7 separate regions of the Mus musculus genome follow, and all the other regions are linked to region 1. Evidence: chromatin contacts called from public promoter capture Hi-C and targeted proximity ligation data. All regions are on one chromosome and are shown on one strand. The core of a region is the stretch at or near the end of the contact, and the rest is flanking DNA. Distances in the headings are between cores, read along the strand shown.

What was found. Promoter capture Hi-C pulls out the DNA fragments that hold promoters and counts their contacts.
Region 2: a targeted proximity ligation map of pancreatic cancer cells shows a contact between it and region 1. A contact is called at or near these places in 1 of 39 promoter capture datasets (liver) and 1 of 130 datasets of targeted methods (pancreatic cancer cells).
Region 3: a contact with region 1 is called in a targeted proximity ligation map of pancreatic cancer cells. A contact is called at or near these places in 1 of 39 promoter capture datasets (liver) and 1 of 130 datasets of targeted methods (pancreatic cancer cells).
Region 4: a targeted proximity ligation map of pancreatic cancer cells shows a contact between it and region 1. A contact is called at or near these places in 2 of 130 datasets of targeted methods (bone marrow-derived macrophages and pancreatic cancer cells).
Region 5: a promoter capture Hi-C map of liver shows a contact between it and region 1, with 3 times the contacts expected there. A contact is called at or near these places in 2 of 39 promoter capture datasets (the SN4741 cell line and liver) and 1 of 130 datasets of targeted methods (bone marrow-derived macrophages).
Region 6: a promoter capture Hi-C map of liver shows a contact between it and region 1, with 3 times the contacts expected there. A contact is called at or near these places in 1 of 39 promoter capture datasets (liver) and 1 of 130 datasets of targeted methods (embryonic midbrain).
Region 7: a contact with region 1 is called in a promoter capture Hi-C map of cranial neural crest. A contact is called at or near these places in 1 of 39 promoter capture datasets (cranial neural crest), 2 of 130 datasets of targeted methods (bone marrow-derived macrophages and large pre-B cells) and 1 of 9 other capture datasets (pancreatic islet).

Annotation. Positions count from the first base shown.
Region 1 is chr19:5,116,990-5,119,628 of GRCm38.p6, reverse strand. It overlaps Klc2 (kinesin light chain 2), which reads left to right and starts at 1,331. Exons shown (of 16, transcript NM_008451.3): 1 at 1,331-1,507; 2 at 2,197-2,435. The coding sequence starts at 2,208. It overlaps LOC115489018 (a long non-coding RNA gene), which reads right to left. Exons shown (of 2, transcript XR_003952889.1): 2 at 297-2,639.
Region 2 is chr19:4,147,347-4,149,985 of GRCm38.p6, reverse strand. It overlaps Coro1b (coronin, actin binding protein 1B), which reads right to left and starts at 1,332. Exons shown (of 11, transcript NM_011778.3): 1 at 1,250-1,332; 2 at 442-644; 3 at 1-123. The coding sequence starts at 642.
Region 3 is chr19:4,212,924-4,215,562 of GRCm38.p6, reverse strand. Clcf1 (cardiotrophin-like cytokine factor 1) reads right to left here and starts at 1,325. Exons shown (of 3, transcript NM_019952.5): 1 at 1,063-1,325. The coding sequence starts at 1,078. Gm45928 (predicted gene, 45928) reads right to left here and starts at 1,138. Exons shown (of 4, transcript NR_132309.2): 1 at 1,063-1,138. It overlaps LOC102631992 (a long non-coding RNA gene), which reads left to right. Exons shown (of 4, transcript XR_003952884.1): 3 at 1-2,513.
Region 4 is chr19:4,267,930-4,270,568 of GRCm38.p6, reverse strand. Ssh3 (slingshot protein phosphatase 3) reads left to right here and starts at 1,336. Exons shown (of 14, transcript NM_198113.3): 1 at 1,336-1,554; 2 at 1,984-2,024; 3 at 2,591-2,639. The coding sequence starts at 1,489. Ankrd13d (ankyrin repeat domain 13 family, member D) reads left to right here. Exons shown (of 15, transcript NM_026720.2): 15 at 20-389. The coding sequence ends at 233.
Region 5 is chr19:5,962,908-5,965,546 of GRCm38.p6, reverse strand. Pola2 (polymerase (DNA directed), alpha 2) reads left to right here and starts at 1,341. Exons shown (of 18, transcript NM_008893.3): 1 at 1,341-1,721. The coding sequence starts at 1,643.
Region 6 is chr19:5,892,825-5,895,463 of GRCm38.p6, reverse strand. It overlaps Tigd3 (tigger transposable element derived 3), which reads left to right and starts at 1,336. Exons shown (of 2, transcript NM_001362045.1): 1 at 1,336-1,494; 2 at 2,347-2,639. The coding sequence starts at 2,364.
Region 7 is chr19:4,394,561-4,397,199 of GRCm38.p6, reverse strand. 9430078G10Rik (transcription initiation factor TFIID subunit 4) reads right to left here and starts at 1,316. Exons shown (of 3, transcript XM_030251152.1): 1 at 1,307-1,316; 2 at 1-870. The coding sequence starts at 1,316. It overlaps Kdm2a (lysine (K)-specific demethylase 2A), which reads left to right and starts at 123. Exons shown (of 21, transcript NM_001001984.2): 1 at 123-889; 2 at 2,308-2,408. The coding sequence starts at 2,367.

The DNA of each region.
Region 1 (2,639 bases), core at 82-2,581:
TGCTGCAAATGAAACTCAAGTCCTGAGCAGGAGAAACAAATGCTCTTCACCACCGAGGCATCCTTTCAGCCATCCCCTCCCCTCCGCACGCTTTGTAAGGTAGCCGTCTACTGATTGCTACCACATTCTCTATCTACCCCAGGCCCCAGCCAACAGGTGATGACCTACATTCCAGAAGGCAAAACAAGAAAAATGTTAGAAAGGCCGATGTTGTGTCAGCACCAAGTGGGTGTGGAGTAGAGATGGGAAGAGTACTGTAGAATCTAGTGGGATAGGGACCAAAGAGGCCGTCCTAGTTAGAGTTAATATTGCTGTGTGGAAACACAGTGACCAAAAGGGTTTATTTGGTGCACTCTTCATCCAGTGAAGGAAGTCAGGACAGGCACCCAGAGAGAACAGAACCCAGAGAAAGGAGCTGATGCAGAGCCCATGAAGGAGTGCTGCTTCTGGGCTTGCCCTCTGAACTTGCTCAGAACTGCCTTCTGGCCTCACCTACCCTGGCCTGGGCCCTCCCACAACAATCAGTAAGAAAACAGGTTTTCCTGCAGCCCGATCCTATGGCAGCATCTTCTCAGCCGAGATTCCCATCTGTTCAATGACCCTAGTTTGTGTCAAGTTGACATAAAACTATCTAGCACAGAGGTCTTTCCTTCCGAGTTGGTGACACCCAATCTGAGGCCCCCCAATGACACCACCACAATCCAAAGGCACTCGTCTGACCTCCTTATCTGGTCAGCAGTATCCACCCAGATATTCCCCTCAGGGGCGTGGATCTTCTCCCTTCTCCACCGACCTCCACACGCTCCTTCCCACCCAATTCTCCTTTTTAACCAGAAGCCTCCTTCTGTTCCCTCACAAAGCAAACCTAGATGCTGAGAATTCCCTACAGGCACAGTCACCTCCGAAGCCGGTAAGAGGTGCGTCTCTAGAGCGCGGAGGGGGCTGGGGGGTCAGATGTGTGAGAGGTGGGTAATGGCAACACCCACCTCACCAGCCCTTTGTGAGCATTAAGTCAATGCACTAAGACATCGACAAAAACACTTGACAGTCAATCAATGTGGACCGACTCGCTCTGGAATCTGAGGAGGTCGGCCTTCTTGCTCCTCAGTCACTCTGGTCCGGGGTCGGAGCTCCGCAGAGCGCACAGACCTGGAAGCTCTGGTCCGAGGGGGCGAGTCCAGCCACGCCCCTCTGCGTCCCGTCTGGGCTGGCCCCACCCCGAAGCCGGCCAGGCCTGCGGGGCCCCTTTAAGGCAGCGAGCTGGCCGGCTGGAGCGTGTTTCGCCCCCTCCGACGCCGCCGAGGTAGCGGCTTCACCTTTAAGGCGGCGCGGGGACTGCTGGGAAGGCCGGCGGGATGGAGGCAGCGAGACGAGCTCACGGTCGAGGATCCGGGTGAAGCGGGACAGGAGCAGGAGCCGGAGCCGGGCCAAAGCAGAAGGTGCAGGTCGGCGCCGGCCGGTTGGGCCGGGAGACCCAGTCAAGCCGGACAGTGAGGAGCGGTTGCAGGTCGGCCTAGAGGAGGAGTCGTCGTGGTCGTGGGCGCGGCCTGTGGGAGGACCCGACCGGCCCGCGGGGAGGGGGCGCGGTCCCGGGCTGGGGCTGGGAATCCGGCCTTTTCTAGGGAGGGTCTGCGGGCCTCAGGCCAGCCTGCGGGAGGGGTCGTTGTGGGCGCGGCCTGAAGAGACCTGTCCCGAAACTAAAGACCGCAGTCTCCCCGGAGCGGCGGGGGCGGGGACGGGGTGGCGGGGCTCGGTCGGCCCTGGGGGAGGGGCTCGTGGTTCCGCTTGCCCTGGGAAAGGGGCTGTCGCCAGGGCTGAGACCCAGTTGCCCGGAGAGCCTGTGGCGTCTGACTTGGGAACGCCTTGCAATGCCCTAGTGCTCTGTGTACCGATTAGGACAGTTCCGAATAACTCTCGAAGATGGGCTTTAGATCAACTGGCCTGAGCCGGTGGTCTGGGGCGGAATCGGGGTCCAGCCTCACTTCAGTCACACCGCATTGCGTCTCCCTAGGCTAGACGAGCCTGGCGCGCCCCCTGTAGGCCGCGTGCTGGCACGGCGAGGACTGCGGGCTGAGGGATCTGGACATCCATAGGGACCTAGGCGTCCGGGGACCTCCCGGTGTTTACCTAACTTGGGGTGGACGGCGGTGTGGCCCTAGGCCTGGCGTCCGCCTGCCCCACCCCTTGCCTCCACAGACGGCACGACCATGGCCACGATGGTGCTTCCTCGAGAGGAGAAGCTGAGTCAGGACGAGATAGTGCTGGGCACCAAGGCGGTGATCCAGGGTTTAGAGACCCTGAGAGGGGAGCATCGTGCCCTGCTAGCTCCCCTAGCTTCTCATGAAGCAGGCGAGGCCGAGCCGGGCTCACAGGAGCGCTGCCTCCTCCTGCGCCGCTCCCTGGAGGCCATCGAGCTGGGGCTTGGGGAGGCTCAGGTAGGTCAGTGTTGGGGCTGTGGTGGAAGATTACCCGAAGGGCCCTGGTGATGTAGGAACACCCTCAGCAAGGAAACACAAGTCTTTCAGAGCGTCACGTTAGGACAATAAGCAACGTTCAATGAATACACTTTGGAAATGCCAGCCCTGCGCCCTGCCCCAACGGGCACCCTTACCTCACACTGAGCTATGCCATTCAGGCCT
Region 2 (2,639 bases), core at 83-2,582, 970 kb after region 1:
CATGACAGTGCAGTCCTCTGATCCACTGGCAATGACTTCATCATTGTGGGGACACCAGTCAATATCCAGAACAGGCCCCGTGTGCCCACACACTGTCGGGTAGGCCTTGTCAATGCGGCCCGTCTGTAGTCATGAAGAGCAGTCAGAGAAGAACCCAAAGTCCCGACCTCCATTCCTCCCAGTATCTATGGGCCCTCCAAGGTGCAAGAATAATGTGACTGCCCTGGTTCCTGGTGGCCCAGATGTGTCTGCTCCACCCAGCATATGAGGAAATGCCTGCTGCAGCCTCTTATCCACACTTGGTGGCAATAAACACTTTTTCTACTTCCATCAACAATCCATCAGTAGCCACGGGCCAAGAAGTGGCACAAACTGCCCTGCCCACAGGTGTGACCAGAGTGTCCTCAGATGTCCTCTCCACCCTGACCCGCTGAGGCCCACCTTGTTTAGAGGAAGCACCATAAAGGCGCCTCCACCACTGGCTTCCACAATCACTGCCAGGAACTTGGGGTTGACTGCGCAGAAGGTGCTGTCCCAGGTAACTCGGGACACTCGAATGTCCTCATAGCACTGGTCATTCTTGACCGGCTGACCGAATACATGCCGGAATTTGCTCTGCCGCACAACTTTTCGGAAGGACATGTCTGTGAGGGCAGAGACACCTGAATCAGCTCTGCTCTCCAAAGAGACACACAGAGCATGTCACCAGGAAATTGGTCCAGCGTTAGCTGGGAGTCTCTATTTCCCCAGTTATAGAAAGGGCTCATAGGTGCAGACCAACACTCTCTGCCTCCCCATCCCCTCCCTGGCTAGGGGTCTGAGTGTGTGTGTGCTGCTGAAAGGGAGACAGAATTTAGATCTTCTGTAGGTCCCAGATGGTTCCAAGGCGCTTTCCACACCCAGAGTTTGAAGGCTGGGTGATGGGGAGAAGAGGCAGCAAAAGGGGTTGGTTGGTCTAGCAAGGCCGCAGCTCAGTCCCGGGGACTGTGCAAAGAGCTGCAGAAGTCGGGCCTAGGGACCCTGGCTGAACAGGGGTCGAGGATACTGCCAGGTCCTCAAAGTGGCCTTGGAGCACGGTCCAAGTGAACCAGGAACCCAACTTCCAAAGATCCCAGCCCAGAAAGGGAGAGAGGGGCGGCTGGGGGGTGGGAGGGAGTCGGGAATGAAGGTGGGGCGAGGCGCTCTTCCGGCTCGCGCCCCCTGCCCCAGGCCCACGTCTGCGCCCCTAGTCCGTCCCTGCCGCTCTCACCGCTCACCGCTCACCGCTCTCCGCTCCCCAGGGGCGCCGGGGACTGCGGCGGCGACCTCGGGCGGCTCCGGATCCCGGCCTCTGGGAAGCAGGAAGCGGGAATCAGGAAGTGATAGCCGAGGGAGGCGGGGGCGGGGCAAGGTCACGCGCAGAAGGCGGGGCTTTAGGATGTCCCGCCCACGGGGCAAGGCCTAGTCGCCAGGCCCTGGGCTGCTTGTTGAAAGGGGCGGGCCTGCTTGGAGCCGCGGGTACAGACTGTGCGAGTCTCTTGAGGTGGGGTGAAGCCTGCCCTCTGATTTCCCTACCCAGTTCTACCCAAAAGTATTCTCTCGCTCCGCCTCCAATGTTTTCACGTGTTTTTTGTTTTGTGTTTGAGACAGGTTGTTACTCTGCATACTTGCTGGCCTGGAACTAGCAAAGAACTTACAGATATCTGTGCAAGGATTAAAGGCATGTGCCACCACACCCTGCCATAGGTATGGGTTTTAAAGTTGGGGGGTTCCTGATGTCAGATATGTACATTGAAGAGGTGAAAGGCAATCTCTTACATCTTGATGGACTCCTGTGGCTCCTGCTCTGGCTTAGAGAAAATCGAAGTAGAGGATGACAGTGGATCCCATGCATAATGCATGTCCTTTCTCTCCTCCATCCCATCAGAGCCTGGATTTGCCTCCTCATATTTGCCCTATCTCCTCTCATCCTGGAGGACGTAGGTGTCCCTGTTAGGACCCACTGTAGTAAGAGAACACTATTCCTCTGTGTCTACCTCCAGTAACCAGTGGTGATACGAGGCCGTCTTTCCCAGAAAGGGAAGAGGGACGTGGGAAGAGGCAGGGCAGAGGTAAAGGTGCTTTGTTTAGCCTTCATGAGGCCCCAACTGTGTGTGGGAGGCTAAGTGGACTTGTGTCCCACCTCAGTGGTCACTATACTCTGAAGAAACAGGCCTAGAGAGGACAGGTGCTTGATTGAGACCTCCCAGCTGGGATTCAGCCCAACTTTGTTATTTCCAATGTCTTGGGATTTCTCACTGTTTGTAAAACCTGGAGCTAGGGAGGCAGGAGTGTGGCTTGACTTGGGTAGCAGATGTTCACAGGGAAGCCCATATGATGCCAGGTGGCTACAGTTCTAAGTACCACCCCCACCCCCCACATCACCCCACTTCAAATAAAATCCATAGTTCCATGTTCCTATGTCAGAATTCCTGTCTGACCCCAGGGCACCCAGCACTGTCCCCTCTCAGCACGTGTCCCAGTGACAGCAAACCTCAGTTCCCACCTCAGGCTAACACATCCTGCTCCCTTCTTCCTTCTGGAAGCTCTTCCTAGCCTTGGGAAGGCTTCATCCCTCAATGACCCCAGGCCTCAAGTGTCACTTCCCCTGTGGGTCTTTC
Region 3 (2,639 bases), core at 76-2,575, 900 kb after region 1:
CTACCTTCTCGACCGTGACCTCTCGATCTCGGACCCCTCCCGGCGGCGATGGCGCCTTCCCCTTGTGTGGCCCCGGCGCCCCCGGCCCCGCCCCCCCGTTCGCTCCCTTCCCGGCGGCGGCGGGGGCGGAGGCGGGGTCCGGGCGTTGGGCTTCGGGGCTCGGCTGAGCCGCTGCCCGCTCCGGCGCGTCCACTCCCTGCCTGGCCCGCCCTCCTGCCACGGGCCGCCTAGCCAGGCAGCCGCTCGAGGGGCTGCCGGCAGTCTCGGCGCTCCCGGCCGCTGACGGACTTTTTCCTGCTGGGTCCGGCCAGGCTGCGTCTCCCCCACAACACCCTCCTGCAGTAATCACTCCCAGGCCACCGCGGGCTCGGGGCCCCGGCCACCCCGCCGCGCCTACCTGCCTCTGGCTCCCAGGCGGTGGGCAGCATGGAGGGCTCCGGCCACGCCGCGCGCAGCGTAGTAACCGGAGTCCCGTGGCGGCCCGGCCCGGCCCGGCCCGGCCCAGCTAGGTTTGCTCTGCCCTCCGCCCTCCTCTCGCGCGCCCTCCTGCCCTCCCCGCGGGCCGAGGAAGGAGTTCAGCGCGGCCCGAGGTGTCGGCCTCCCCCTCGCTTCCCGCTGCTCGGCCGCGGGCTCCCCCTCTGCCTCTCTCCCTCCCTCTTCCTCTCCTGGCCCCCTCCTCCCTTGCGCCGCGGCCCCCCCCCCACACCCTCGCTGCCCGCCTCGGACTCGCTCGCCCCGATTCTGGCGCGGGGCTCTGTGTCCGCGGGTTCCCTGGGACCCCGCCTCGCCGCGGCTCCAGGTGGCCGCCCGTCCAGGTCTGAGGGTTGTCCAGGCTCCCCGCCGCGTTCTCAGCCACCTCCTGGCTCCGCCAAGCGGACTCCAGGAATGCCGCGTCCCCACCCGGCCCCTCTCGAGGGCGCCCGGCCGTACCTCCCCAGCCCGAGCTCTGCTCCCCGGCCCGGCCCGGGCTTGGGGCTCCGAGGGTGGGGAGGAGGACGGGAACCGGATCTCACTGGTGCTGGGCGGGGGCGGAGGCCTCGGCCTCGGACGCCTGGCTCCTACCTGCTCGGAGGTCCATGGGGCTGGGGGCCGGGCCGGCCGGGCGCGGCTCCTCTCCCAGAGGCTGGCGGAGTGGGAGGGCGAGCCGCGGCTCCGGCGAAGCTTTAATAATCCCATCCGCCAGGCCCACTCGCAGGTTTTTTTCTCTCGGTTTCGCATTTTTTTTTCGGTGTGGGACATTCTGCAAACTTTTTTTTTTCTGACGTGTAAAGCTGTAACCACAAATTGTAGCAGCCCTCCCCGGGTGGGGGGAAGAGGGGGGAGGAGGGAAGGGAGGGCTTCTGGGGCTCCTCTCCCTCCCACAACACTGAGGGGGGGGGTGGTGAGGTGAGGCAAGGCTGCGACGGTACCACCCTAGGCCTCCTGGGGGAGGGGGCAGGGAGGGCATCGTCCCTCGGCAAACTCCTGAGAGCTTGGAAAGGGAGCTGGCCTTGGTGTGGGCTTCTTCCTTGGTGTCGGCCAAGGCATGCTGGCCTTCTTCCCTCTGCTCATTGCCGGGTTGAGGGTCCCTGTACCCACTCTACCTCTGCCTCTTCATTCTAACCTTCCCTCCCCCTCCCACTTGAGTAAATGCAATGACACATTCTCTCAAATGCCAGCAAGCTGGCCTCCAAGCAAGTGATGGTGTTTTTCCTGCTGCCCTTTGTCTGGGCTGACCGCCCCCCTTGCCTATTGTCCCGCCACTTGTCCCACTTCCAAAAGCTAGAGCTAAGTGTGGCGCCAGGGGCTGGGGCAGGTGACTAACCAGCTCACAATGCCCCCTGAGGAGGGGAGAGGGCACCAGGGCCCAGCTTCTCAGTCAAGTTCACAAGGGTTTTCATTCTTCCCGGTGACCAGGGAGAGTGCACATGGGTGGGGGATTTGTAATTCATTAATCAGCACAAGGCACCGGACCAGTTTCAACACCAGAGGCTTCACGGGTGACTCAGCGGGAACTCGAAGATTCAAGGCCATGGATAGACCCAGCATCCCGTTAGTGAAAAGCTTCCCCATCGAGACATTTGGCATCCTCTTCCCTTTGGGGGTTTGGGTTGTTGGTTTTTCCGGTGGTGAGGTAGGGGTGGTTTGGCTAAGAGCATTCTCCCTCCTTCCCCTCAGGCCTGGGTTGGGACTTTCTGAGTGGGAGACCTAGGGGACCCATAAGCCTAGACCCTCCCAGGAGGGTCTCCTTTCCTCCTCCTTCCTCCCTCTCCAGAGGGCTGCCAGGGAGAGCGAGGGAGCATGAGAGCTAGTGCAGAGGAAACAGCTGTCATCTGGGGCTTGGAGGCAGCCCCATTCTGTGATTTTTCTTGGGGGACAGTCATTTGGTCCCCAAGTCTTGGGTGCTTGTAGAAGCATTCCACCAATTAAGTCATCTGATAAGTTGCTGTGTTGTTTCTCTGTAGTCTCACCAGGGGTAGATAGCGGTGGCAGCCAGCCGTGGAAGGTGATGCCTGTCTCTGGAATGGCATGAGGTATTCACCCCCCCCCCCACTTCTGCTGGGACCCCTGGGAAAGGAGGGCACTCTGCCAGTCCAACACAGCCCCTCCAGCCTGTGGGTCAGCGTGGGCATCAGTCATGGCCAGTGCTAGTTTCCCAG
Region 4 (2,639 bases), core at 87-2,586, 850 kb after region 1:
CTCAACCCTTACCCTGAAGGGCCCTGCAGGAAAGCCTACAGCTGTCCACAGAGTCCAGGGGTCCAGAATCTCCTCAGAAGACACCTCCATCCCCTGCACCCCCAAGCTTTGAGGAGCAGCTTCGCCTGGCCCTGGAGTTGTCTTCAAGGGAACAGGAGGAGTTGGAGCGACGGGGTCAGCAGGAAGAAGACGACTTACAGCGGATCCTGCAGCTGTCACTCACAGAGCACTGAGTTGCCTGGCCTTGGGACGGCTCCCCAGGGCCATGCCTTCTGCCTGGTTTTGTAATTTATTTATTTATAAACTGTCTGCTGCTGAGCTTGGGACCTGGGCACTGAAGATAGGCTAGCAGTGAGACTGAGGTGGAAATAAAGAGACCATCAGCAGTAGGCTTGCTGTCCTGCGTGGTCTGGAACCAAGGGGACACTGGATGGGGTTACTGATGGGTAGTCCTCGCTGGAGCTGGCACTGAGCAGCTTTGGAGCCTCCATTTCTACAGCTAGAAAATAAGACCACTTCTCACGGGGCAGGAGTTCCTGGAGATTCTGAAATTTCCCTGGATGCTACCCCAACCCCAGGTTCTGCCTGCCACCCAGCCTGATGGTCCATACTCCCGCTGGGCTGGGTCTTCCTATTCTACCTACTGGGGGAAGCTCCCACCTCATCCCCAAAACTCAGGCACAGGTTCCCCCTGTTTCAAGTATTTTCTACCAGAATGAACCTTTAAGCAAGTCACTCTCTGGGGAAGGGGCTCAGCCCTGTCCTAGTCACCCCTAGGGTGGACCTGAAATGCGTACAGGTATTGGGGACTATTGCAAAAATTCCAAAAAGGCCTTCTGTTCTCCCAGATCTTCTCAAGAGTAGAGGAATGACAGCCAAGCAGAAAAGAGAGCAAGTTTGGAATGGGGTGGTAGATTTAAGACCCATTGCCTCCCAGGTATGGTGGCGCATGCCTCTAATTCTAGTGCTTGGGAGGCAGAGGCAGGTGGATCTCTGGGTTTTAGGCGACTTGCTCTATATAATGAGTTTCAGGTCTGTCAGCTACATAGTGAGACCCTGTCTCAAAAACAAAACTGTTGCCCTTGCTCCTTCCTTTCCAAGAAACCATAGCATAAACCAAACAGTGGGGGTCCAAGTCTTACTGGGTGCAGCAAGAAGGGTTGAAAGCCTTCTGTGGGCAAAGCGACCAAAGCAGGGAAAGTGAGGTCTGGGCTCACCTGCGCCACGCCCTTGACCACGCCTCTAGCGCGGTCGGGGCGGGGCAAGCTGAACCGAGACCGCAGGGGCGGGGCCGCTGTCGCTCGGTACCAGCTCTACGCGACCAGACTGGTCATGAGTCGGGCCCTTTAAGGGCCGCTCCCGAGGAGGTGCCAGGCCCTGGTGGCTCCAATCTCTTCTTCCTGGTTGTGCGAAGGCAGGGACTGACCGTAAGGCTGAGGGAGGGGTCGTGCCGGGTGTTCGCCCAGGTGTTCCGGGCCTGCCTACCTTATGGCGCTGGTCACAGTGAGTCGCTCGCCGCCGGCAAGTGGCCACTCCACGCCTGTGGGACCCACGGTGAGTTTAGCTTGGTTTTACGCTCTTACAGTTGGCTGCCAAGGTAGGCCTTAGGGAGCAAGTCCTGCCCCTAGCAGACGGCTGGGAGTAGGCGGAGGGGGACCTTGAGTCTCACGTTTTAAGGCACTTGGGAGGCCCTGAGGCTCCCAGGAGCTCGACGTAGGTAGATGCGGAATCCTGAGAACCGCCCGGGTCTGTTGAAGCCCAGATCTGCCCAAATACCTCCCACACTCTGCAACCCCCTATCCTTGCAGCACTGCTGTACCTGGACTTAGGCCGGGTTTCTCTGGGGCCTGTTGGAGGGGAGCGGCTTCAGAGGAAAGAGATTTCTTTTCCACCTAGCGCTCCCTTGTAGGAAGAGGAGAGGCTTTTGGGTGCTTCCTGTCCTGGAAGCTGCTCTCTTACTCTATTCCCGGGCTGCTTTCTCAGCAGGACCGAGTGGTAAGACGCAGAGGCCGGCTCCAGCGCAGGTGAGTTCTGTCTGACAAATGCTTCCTTATAGCCTGTGGCCTAGCTGCTGCCATTGTGGACTCCTGATGTCTTGCTTGGACCAAGGACTCACTTAAGTATTGTCAGATAAACTCATGCTTAGGTGGGAGGCAGATGCTGTGGGTGGAGCTGGCAAACATCACATCTCTGGCTTGTGGAAGAACCAGCATGGTTAACTTAGCCCTGGCCAGTAGATGCTTTCACACATTACCTGGACCTTGGCTCGCCCAGTAATCCCAGGACCAAGGGCAGGATGGGACCTGAAGGAGTATAAGTGCTTAAACAAGTTTATAGCATCTGAGTCCACCCCGAAAAGGAACACATTCCAAAGGTGCAAAACAAGGTGAGGAGGAGCCTGAGAGCCCAAGGCTGGCTCTAGGTGCCTACCGCTATCAGGGTCCTGGTTACAAAAGTGCAAACTGTGCCTCACTCCGGCCCATCTGACTCTGGAGAGCGGGCCAGCAGCCCACTTCCGCCAGCCAGGGGACTCAGCCTCCCTAAAGTTTGAAAACCTATGACCTGAACCATGTCCCCATCGCTCTGCCAGGCAGAGTTTTGCGGTGCTCCGAGGGGCTGTCCTGGGACTTCAGGATGGA
Region 5 (2,639 bases), core at 92-2,591, 850 kb before region 1:
TAAATCTTACCTCTCTTTATCAGAAAGGCCATAAGCCTCAGATGTTAATGATGTGTGGCAGCACTGAGGGACTAAATCGTAGTGTTGTGTGACCTTGCTGCCACCTGGTGGCTAAATTCCTGCAGCCCAGCCCAGTGCTTCCTGCTACTAGTGTGAAAACCCAGTAAAGTTTTGTTTTGTTTTGTTTTTCTGTTGGACAGACTTAAAATGTGGGCCTAGTCGGCTGCAGTCTCGTGTTAATATCTCACCTCAGCCTCCCAAATATTGAGATTGAAGCTTTGAGCCACGATGTTCACTGAGAAAGTTGAAGTTCAATCAGCCTTTAAACACACAGACACACTTTGTTTTTGTTTTGAGACAGGGTTTCTCAGTGTGGCCCTGCTGTTCTGGGTGCCATTCTGTAGACCAGGCTGGCCTTAAACTCAGTAATCTTCCTGCTTCTGCTTCCTTAGTGCTGGGGCTAGCGGCATGGTTTTAAATGGGTGTTTGTGAGTACCTGAGTGTATGTATGTGCACCATGTGATTGTAGGAGCCTGTGGAGGTCAGGAGGTCTCAGGTCCCCTGAAACTGGAGTTAGAGGCAGCTGTGAGCCACCACACTAGTGCTGGAACCAAACCCAAGTCCTTTGTGAGATCAGTAAGCGTAACTGCTAAACCATCTCTGCAGTCCTGTTTGGTGTTTCTTGCTTGCTTGTTAGGGTCTCTCTGTATAGCCTTGGCTGGAACTTGCAGAGACCTGCCTCAGCCTCCAAGTGCTGAGATTACAGGTGTGTGCTACCAGGCCTAGCTTCAAACCGTTTTTTCTTAAAGGCTCTGCCAGTCTTCCATTCCATTCTTAGGGTGTCACAGATCAATTGACCTAAGCCAAATCAATGGAGATTTTGGTTCGAAAATTTGGTAAATACATCAAGAAGAGAATGCACTCCTTGTTTTACTCTCTAACCACTCCCCCTTCAGTGACCTGCCCTCCCGCTATCCCCGTGACTGACAATCATAACAGCTATAATAACCACATTCCCTACGAAAGCGTTAGATCAGGACGAACCAAGGCAGAGCAGGATGGAGATGCTGAGGTGGGGGAGGAAGGAGCTAACGTGCCCTTCCAGGGCCGTGCTGGACACACGTGTCAGTCACTGCAAGATACAGACAAACAGCGCCTCCTGGCCAAGGGTAAAAAAAAAGGGACAAACAAGCATCGCAGAGCTTAGCAGAACAGGCGACTCCTGAAACAGCCACAGTACGGGGTCTCGATTCTCAATTTCCGCGCGGAGTGACGCGCAGAGGCGCGTTCTGCGCAGCTGCAGTGGGAGGACCGGCGCGTGCGCGGGGAGGGCGGGGCCCGAGCAGAACCTCGCGCAAGCGCGCGCTAGGCAAAGCGTTTGGCGGGTTTTTCCTGTGCTGTGCTCCTCACGGAGAAGCTAAGGTGTAGTCCTCGGAAGCAAGTTTTCTCTCTGGATCGAGACCTCTCGAGGGCTTTTGAAGTATTTCTCTGTGACCTGGTGGCTGGGGTCGTTTGAGGGCTTAGGCCAGGTGGTCTCGTGACACGTCCCTGTCACCTTCCGGTAAAGCGAAAGGATAAGCGTCTGCAGGGTAGAGCTGAGGTCGGGGCCCGGCGGCAGGCGCCCGGCCACTCCCGGGTCACCATGGCCGTGTCCACCCAGCAGCTGGCGGAGGAACTACAGATCTTCGGCCTGGACTACGAGGACTCCCTGTTGGAGAAACGTGAGTCCCGAACCGAGAGGATCGCTTCCAAGTTCTATATGCTTGTGTGGTACCTATTGGGTCCCGACTAAACAACAGGTGACATTACCAATAGGAGACATTGGAACCGTTTGCATCTCATACCTAGTCATCTCTTGCTCAATGACTTTTCTCATTAGAGGTTTTTTTGTTTGTTTGGTTTTTAAAGACAGAGTCTTTCTGGGTAACCCCAGAACTCATTATGTAGATTACTGTGCTGGCCTTGAACTCACGGAGATCGCCTGCCTCTGCTTCCCGAGTGCTGGGGTTAACGATGTACACCACCATGCCCTGCTCATCAGAGTTTTTAGTGATCTGTGCAAATAGGAATTCCTCTAGGTGGATCCTAGTCCTTTATTTTAGCTTTGGAAGAAACTTCAAGGTGCTTATTGGCTCCCTCTCTTTATAGATGGAGGGACATGGGCAAGGAGACTTAGTTGCCTGATTGTGTGCCGACCCCTGACTTTTGCTCTGGAGTACAGTGCCTCATCCTATTGCTCCACAGAGACCAGTGGTAAAGATTTAAATCACACATCTCTCCTGGAAGATGTGTGCATCAGTGTCAGAATAGCAGTGTGTGTACCCCTTGAAATTCTTACTGTAGGAAATAAAACCGTAGTATAAGTGGGCTTGCCTGTTACCCCAGCACGTGGGAGGCTGAGGCCTGGAGGATCATAGAGAATTCAAGGCTAAGAGCTGAATTAGTGCCATCCTGTCTGCTTTGCTTGCTATAACTCCAATATCTGACACCTTCACACAGACATACATGCAGGCAGAACATTAATGCACATAAAGTAATAATATATACATTTTTTTAAAAGAACTTGAAATCTTTTGAAGATTCTGTGCCCTGGGGCTGGAGAGATGGCTGTGTGGTTAAGGGCACTGACTGCTCTTCCA
Region 6 (2,639 bases), core at 87-2,586, 780 kb before region 1:
TCTCTTCTCTTCTCTTCTCTTCTCTCTTTTTTCCCCATTCATTTATTTATTGGCATCGTACCCCTGTCCAAGACAAGCACTTTGACTGTGAACCTGACCACCTGAATTTTGTCCCTGCATCCCAGATAAGGAGCTGGATGATGTGTGTTATTCCAGCACTCTTTTTTTTAAATTTATTTATTATATGTAAGTACACTGCAGCTATCTTCAGACACACCAGTCAGATCTCCTTAAGGATGGTTGTGAGCCACCATGTGGTTGCTGGGACTTGTACTCAGGACCTTCAGAAGAGCAGTCGGGTGCTCTTACCCGCTGAGCCATCTCACCAGCCCTTATTCCAGCACTCTTAGAGGGACATGGAAGTCAGAGACAGAATCTGCAGGAAGCTTAACATCCAACTGGGAGTATGCTACACAGCAAAGCCCTGCCTCAACAAGGAAGGGAACCCCTCCCAAACCTCTCTAGCTAAATACTTATATATCGACTGAAGTGTGCTCAGATTTTCCTAGAGCACCCTGAGGTCACTGTTGCCAGAGAAAGCTGAGCCCTGGCCTGCTACTGCACAGAGTTGTCTGGACTATGCACTGCCTGTTCTGCTATGTAGGCCAGGAGTACAGGGAGTCAGGCACTAATCCTTAGCAACTGAGTAGTCTTGAGGGCCAAAAAAGAAATGTGCAGATGAGACCACTAAAATAGATTTAAGAGAAAATATTTGGTTCGCAGGAGACGACACTTGGAGAGACTGACAGCATCCAGTGGTAAATGGATAGGCTCAAAACCTATGAAAAAGTGGGGTCCTGGCTGTTTAGGGGCAGGGAGGGCTAAGTTATCTACACCTAGTTACAAAGGAGGGAAGTGACTAACAGGAATTTAGATCTTGCCGTGACCCACCAAAACTGGTTAAAAAAAAAAATGTCCTTTCTTGCCACCGGTGTATTTTGTAGGCCGTTGGCAAGACCAGAGGCCAGCGCTGTCCATGGTAACTCTTTTGTGACTAAAAGCTTACATTCATTCATTTTCTCCTTTCATCTTGTTTCCAAAACAAATCCTGGAGGGCCGGTATCCCAGTTAGGTACCACGTAGGGATGGGGTCGAAATCACCTGGGTGGCTGTCAAGGCACGCCGGCTGGTCGACAAGTGATAGGCACTAAGGCCGGTTCTTCCCGCCAGACCCCTCCACTCAGGAAGCTCCTCCTCCGGAGGGCTGACAAACCGCCACTTCCACAGCATCCAATCAGATGTAACTGGAGGCGGGACAAGTTGCCGCTGATGGCTAATCAGTTTGTTAGGGCGGGGCTGCGGAGGGGCCGCGACGAGGTTTTCCCAGCCTTGAGAGACCCGGGTGAGGGCTGTGCGCGCTCTGCGCGCGCCCGCTCCAGAGCAGCCTCTCGGCGCGCTCTGTCCTCGGGTCGCGGCGCCCGTCACTCTCTGGTTCTGCTGAGGCCCAGGAACCTGGCTGGGGCAGGGACTGGAGGCGCGGGACGGCGCCTGGAGGTGGGTGCGGAGCGGGAGGCCCTGTAGCCGGGTGGGCGGGCGGGCTGGGGTCGACGCCTGTGTCCGTCCAGCCGACTGACGAGGGGTCAACTCAGCGAACCAGGGCGCAGAGCCCAGCGCTCGAGCCGCCTGCTTCCTGGCCGGTGCTCCCTTCTCTCTGATATCACTCCAGGCTATCACTGGGCAGAGGACACTTCTTCCCTTTTGCCCTCATCCTCCTCACCCTGTCTCCCTTTGTCGTCTTGGCATCTTCACTCTCCTGGTTGAACCGTTGGGTAGCTTTACCACCCCGCCTTGCCAGCGCCGAATTGTACTAGCGCCTTCAGACACCATCCATCTGGCTTTGTCATCTGTACCATCTCACCTGTTCATCTCGACTCTGTCCGTTCAGTCTACCACCTGCCTTCAGCCATCAAAATTCAACCTAGGTCCTCCTCCTCCTCATCTCCTCTCAGGGGACTCCTCCCTGGCACCCTGAATGTCCCCTACACCTGCCCCGCTCAGCCTCAGCCCCAGGCCTCTCCTTGTTTTTGCTCCTTTGTTGTCCCTGCAGCTGTCTCCTGGTTGTCTTTACAGCTGTGCTTTAGCCTCTATTCATCCTTCCACCCCATCAATACCAAACCCCAGCCCAGAATTCTCTCCACTTCGGACCAGAAACACTCGACTCTGCCAGCTCTCTTCTGGGTCTAGCCCTCTCCTCCCACAGCCTGGCCATCTCATGTCTCTTTCAGCTGGCCTGGTCTCCTCCAGCTTTCTGCATTCCAGAGAATTGCTCTGGCTTCAGGGGTCCCGACCTCTTCTGTTCTTCTTGCTCTCAGCCATTGGCACGCTCTCCTACTTTTCTTCCCCCAGCAGCTTCCCAGGGAGTCATGGAGCTGAACACCAAGAAGAAGCTTCACGCCCTGTCCCTGGCTGAGAAGATCCAGGTGCTGGAACTCTTGGATGAGTCTAAGATGTCCCAGTCAGAGGTGGCCCGGCGCTTCCAGGTCTCACAGCCCCAGATCTCACGGATCTGCAAGAATAAGGAGAAGCTGTTGGCAGACTGGTGCAGTGGCACAGCCAACCACGAGCGGAAGCGGAAGCGTGAATCCAAATACAGTGGGATCGATGAGGCTCTACTGTGCTGGTACCACATTGCCCGAGCC
Region 7 (2,639 bases), core at 67-2,566, 720 kb after region 1:
CGGAGAGCGGTAAGACGCGCAGGGAGGCTCGAAAGAGGTGGGGGTGGAGAGGCGACGGGAGGGAGGGGGTGGTGGTGAAGAGAGGGCGCCTGCGCAGTGAGGCCGGAGGAGCTGTGTGTATGTGAGAATCTGACGGGTTCAAAATGGCGGCGGCTGCTTCAGCGGATCCTCCTGTGTGAGGGAAACAACACCCCTCCCCGGCAGCGGCGGCGGCGGCGGCGGCGGGCCGCAGAGCACCTTTCCAGTTCCCGGGCCCGTCGCGGTTGTTTCCCTCCCGGGCAGTGGGCTCTTCGCGTGGAAGGGCAACGTCAGGGGGCCCATCCCCCGGAGTCCCTCCTCTGCTACTGGGGAGTAGCTGGGGGTGTACGGGGGATCGTCCCGCAGCGCGGAGCCCCGGCTCAGGGGACGACGCAAAGGCAGCCGAAGGCCCCCGGTCAGGGCGCTTCGCTGCTCCCGCCCTCTCCGCCCCCCGGGGCCGGGGCCCGCGTTCCGGGGGGCCGGGCGGCGCGGGGAGCGTCGGCCGGGCGGGTCTCAGCTGATCGGCCGCGGTTCCTGGGCTTCGGTAGCGGCTGTGGCCGGCTGAGGGTACCGAGAGGAGGGTGTTTCCCGCGGCCCGGTTGACCCGGGTCTCGGGCTGGGGCTGCTGACCGCCAGCTTGGGGGAGTAGCCGAGTGGTCTTGCTTCCCTGACGCCTCGGACGCGGAGTCTGTAAAAGCCAGAAGAGGAGGTTTGATTCAGTAACTGTTTCCTCTTTTCCGGGTCGCTCTGACCCTTCTCTGGATACTGGGTTAATACACAGAAATACCGAAGACGACGTTTGGGATTTTATTTTGTCTGTGTTTGGAATTTTACTTCTCTCTTGGACAAGAACTCAAGAACAAAATCCTCGGTGAGATTTCCCCTCCCCCCTCCCCCGCCCTGGGAAGTTTGGTTCCCGGTCTTATCTAAAGACTTAATGTAAAGTTTTTATTTCTTTGCAAGGGGTGAGCCACAGAACGCCTTTTCCCTAGGGGAGCAGTCGAGGTTTACCGCTTTGCTGTCCGGCCCTGGGGTGCAGACTGTGTCCCTCGCGACCGAGGCCGAGGAGGGCAGTGCCACGAACTGCTCTCGCAAACTATGTCATCGGGTCCTCTGAAAGGATTTTGTTAACGTGGCCGTATTATATTTACAAGAGAGAAAAAAAACATTTGTATATCCAATTAGAAGCCATTATTCTGGAGAAAGATATTTAGAAAAACGAAAACCCTTGCTTGGTGTTGTGGATTGATTGACGTGCCAACCGGCCTTTATTTAATGGATGTTTCACCCGTATCCATATATCGAGACGTTTCATTTATTATTTACTCATCTAGATTAGATGGTATTTTTGCCTCCGTTTGCAACTCTCAAATTTGTTCTGTAGTTGTCCACCTTGAGGTGGATGGTAGTTTGGGGAAGGCAGTTCCTTACTAGAAGGATATGGGACATTGGTTTGAAGTCTTTCTGTAAAACCAAATTTTTCTTGCCCTCTTTTTTTTTTTTTTTAATGAAAGTAACCTCCCCGTTTTGCTTATAATTTGTTATTACCTGTTTGAGAACTCACTGGTTTAGGGTCTGGCTTAGTTTTGTGTGTACTTCACCTTCACCTGGCCATTCAGCACTTTAGAAATAAAAGTCCTTCCTGGGTTTGGTGCTGCACACCTTTGCCAGCACTGGGCAAGCAGAGGCAGTCGGGTCTCTTGTAAGTTGGAGGCAAGCCTGGTTGGTCTATGTTGTAGTTCCAAGACCACCAGGGCTATGTAGAGAGATCCTGTCTCAAAACAACAAAACTTAAACACACACACACACCAGCAAACATACAGAAGAAGAGAAGTAAAAGTCCTGAGCCTTTTCACCTGCATTATATCTGTGTAAGGGTCCCTTAGAACTGGAATCAGACAGTGACCTGCCATGTGGTTGTTGAGAATTGAACTCGGATCCTCTTGAAAAGCAGCAGTGCTGTTAAGCACTGAGCCATGTCTCCAGTCCCCTCTATCTATCTATCTCTTTATCTATCTATTGCTAATGTTAGCAGGAAGAATTTTGCTAGTTGCAATCCCATGAGCAGAAACAAATGATGTGGCTGGTCCTAAGGAACTGAAACCAAAGTCTCCTTTTGCTTAGGTCTTATTTTATAGTTGTGATGTGATTAATATTGACAAGACATGGCACCATTTGCCCAAGAGGATAAAGGATTCTCAGAGTCTTTAACTTAATGAGAAGGGGAGGTATAAGTTCCATAATGAGTTCTTATTTCTCTTCATTTCCTTTGTAAATTTGGATCCTTAGGAAGAGGAAGGCATCCCTGGAGTGGTTTCTTTACTGTACTTCCATCAGAAGAGTGAGAGATGGAACCTGAAGAAGAAAGGATTCGGTACAGCCAGAGATTGGTTAGTATTTTCAATTCCCTCCTTTTGGAAAAAATTATTTTAGATGGCTTTTCTGTGTACCAGAGGAGGGGTGAAAATATATTGATATCTCACTTGGTTTTTTTTTTGGTTTTGTTTTTTGGGGTGTTTTTTTTTTTTTTTTTTTGGTCAGGTAGTTAGAACCTTAATTTATAGTGTTTGGCAGTGGAGTTAAAGTCTTAAGTTTTAGAGAAATCATTGCAGTTCTGAAAA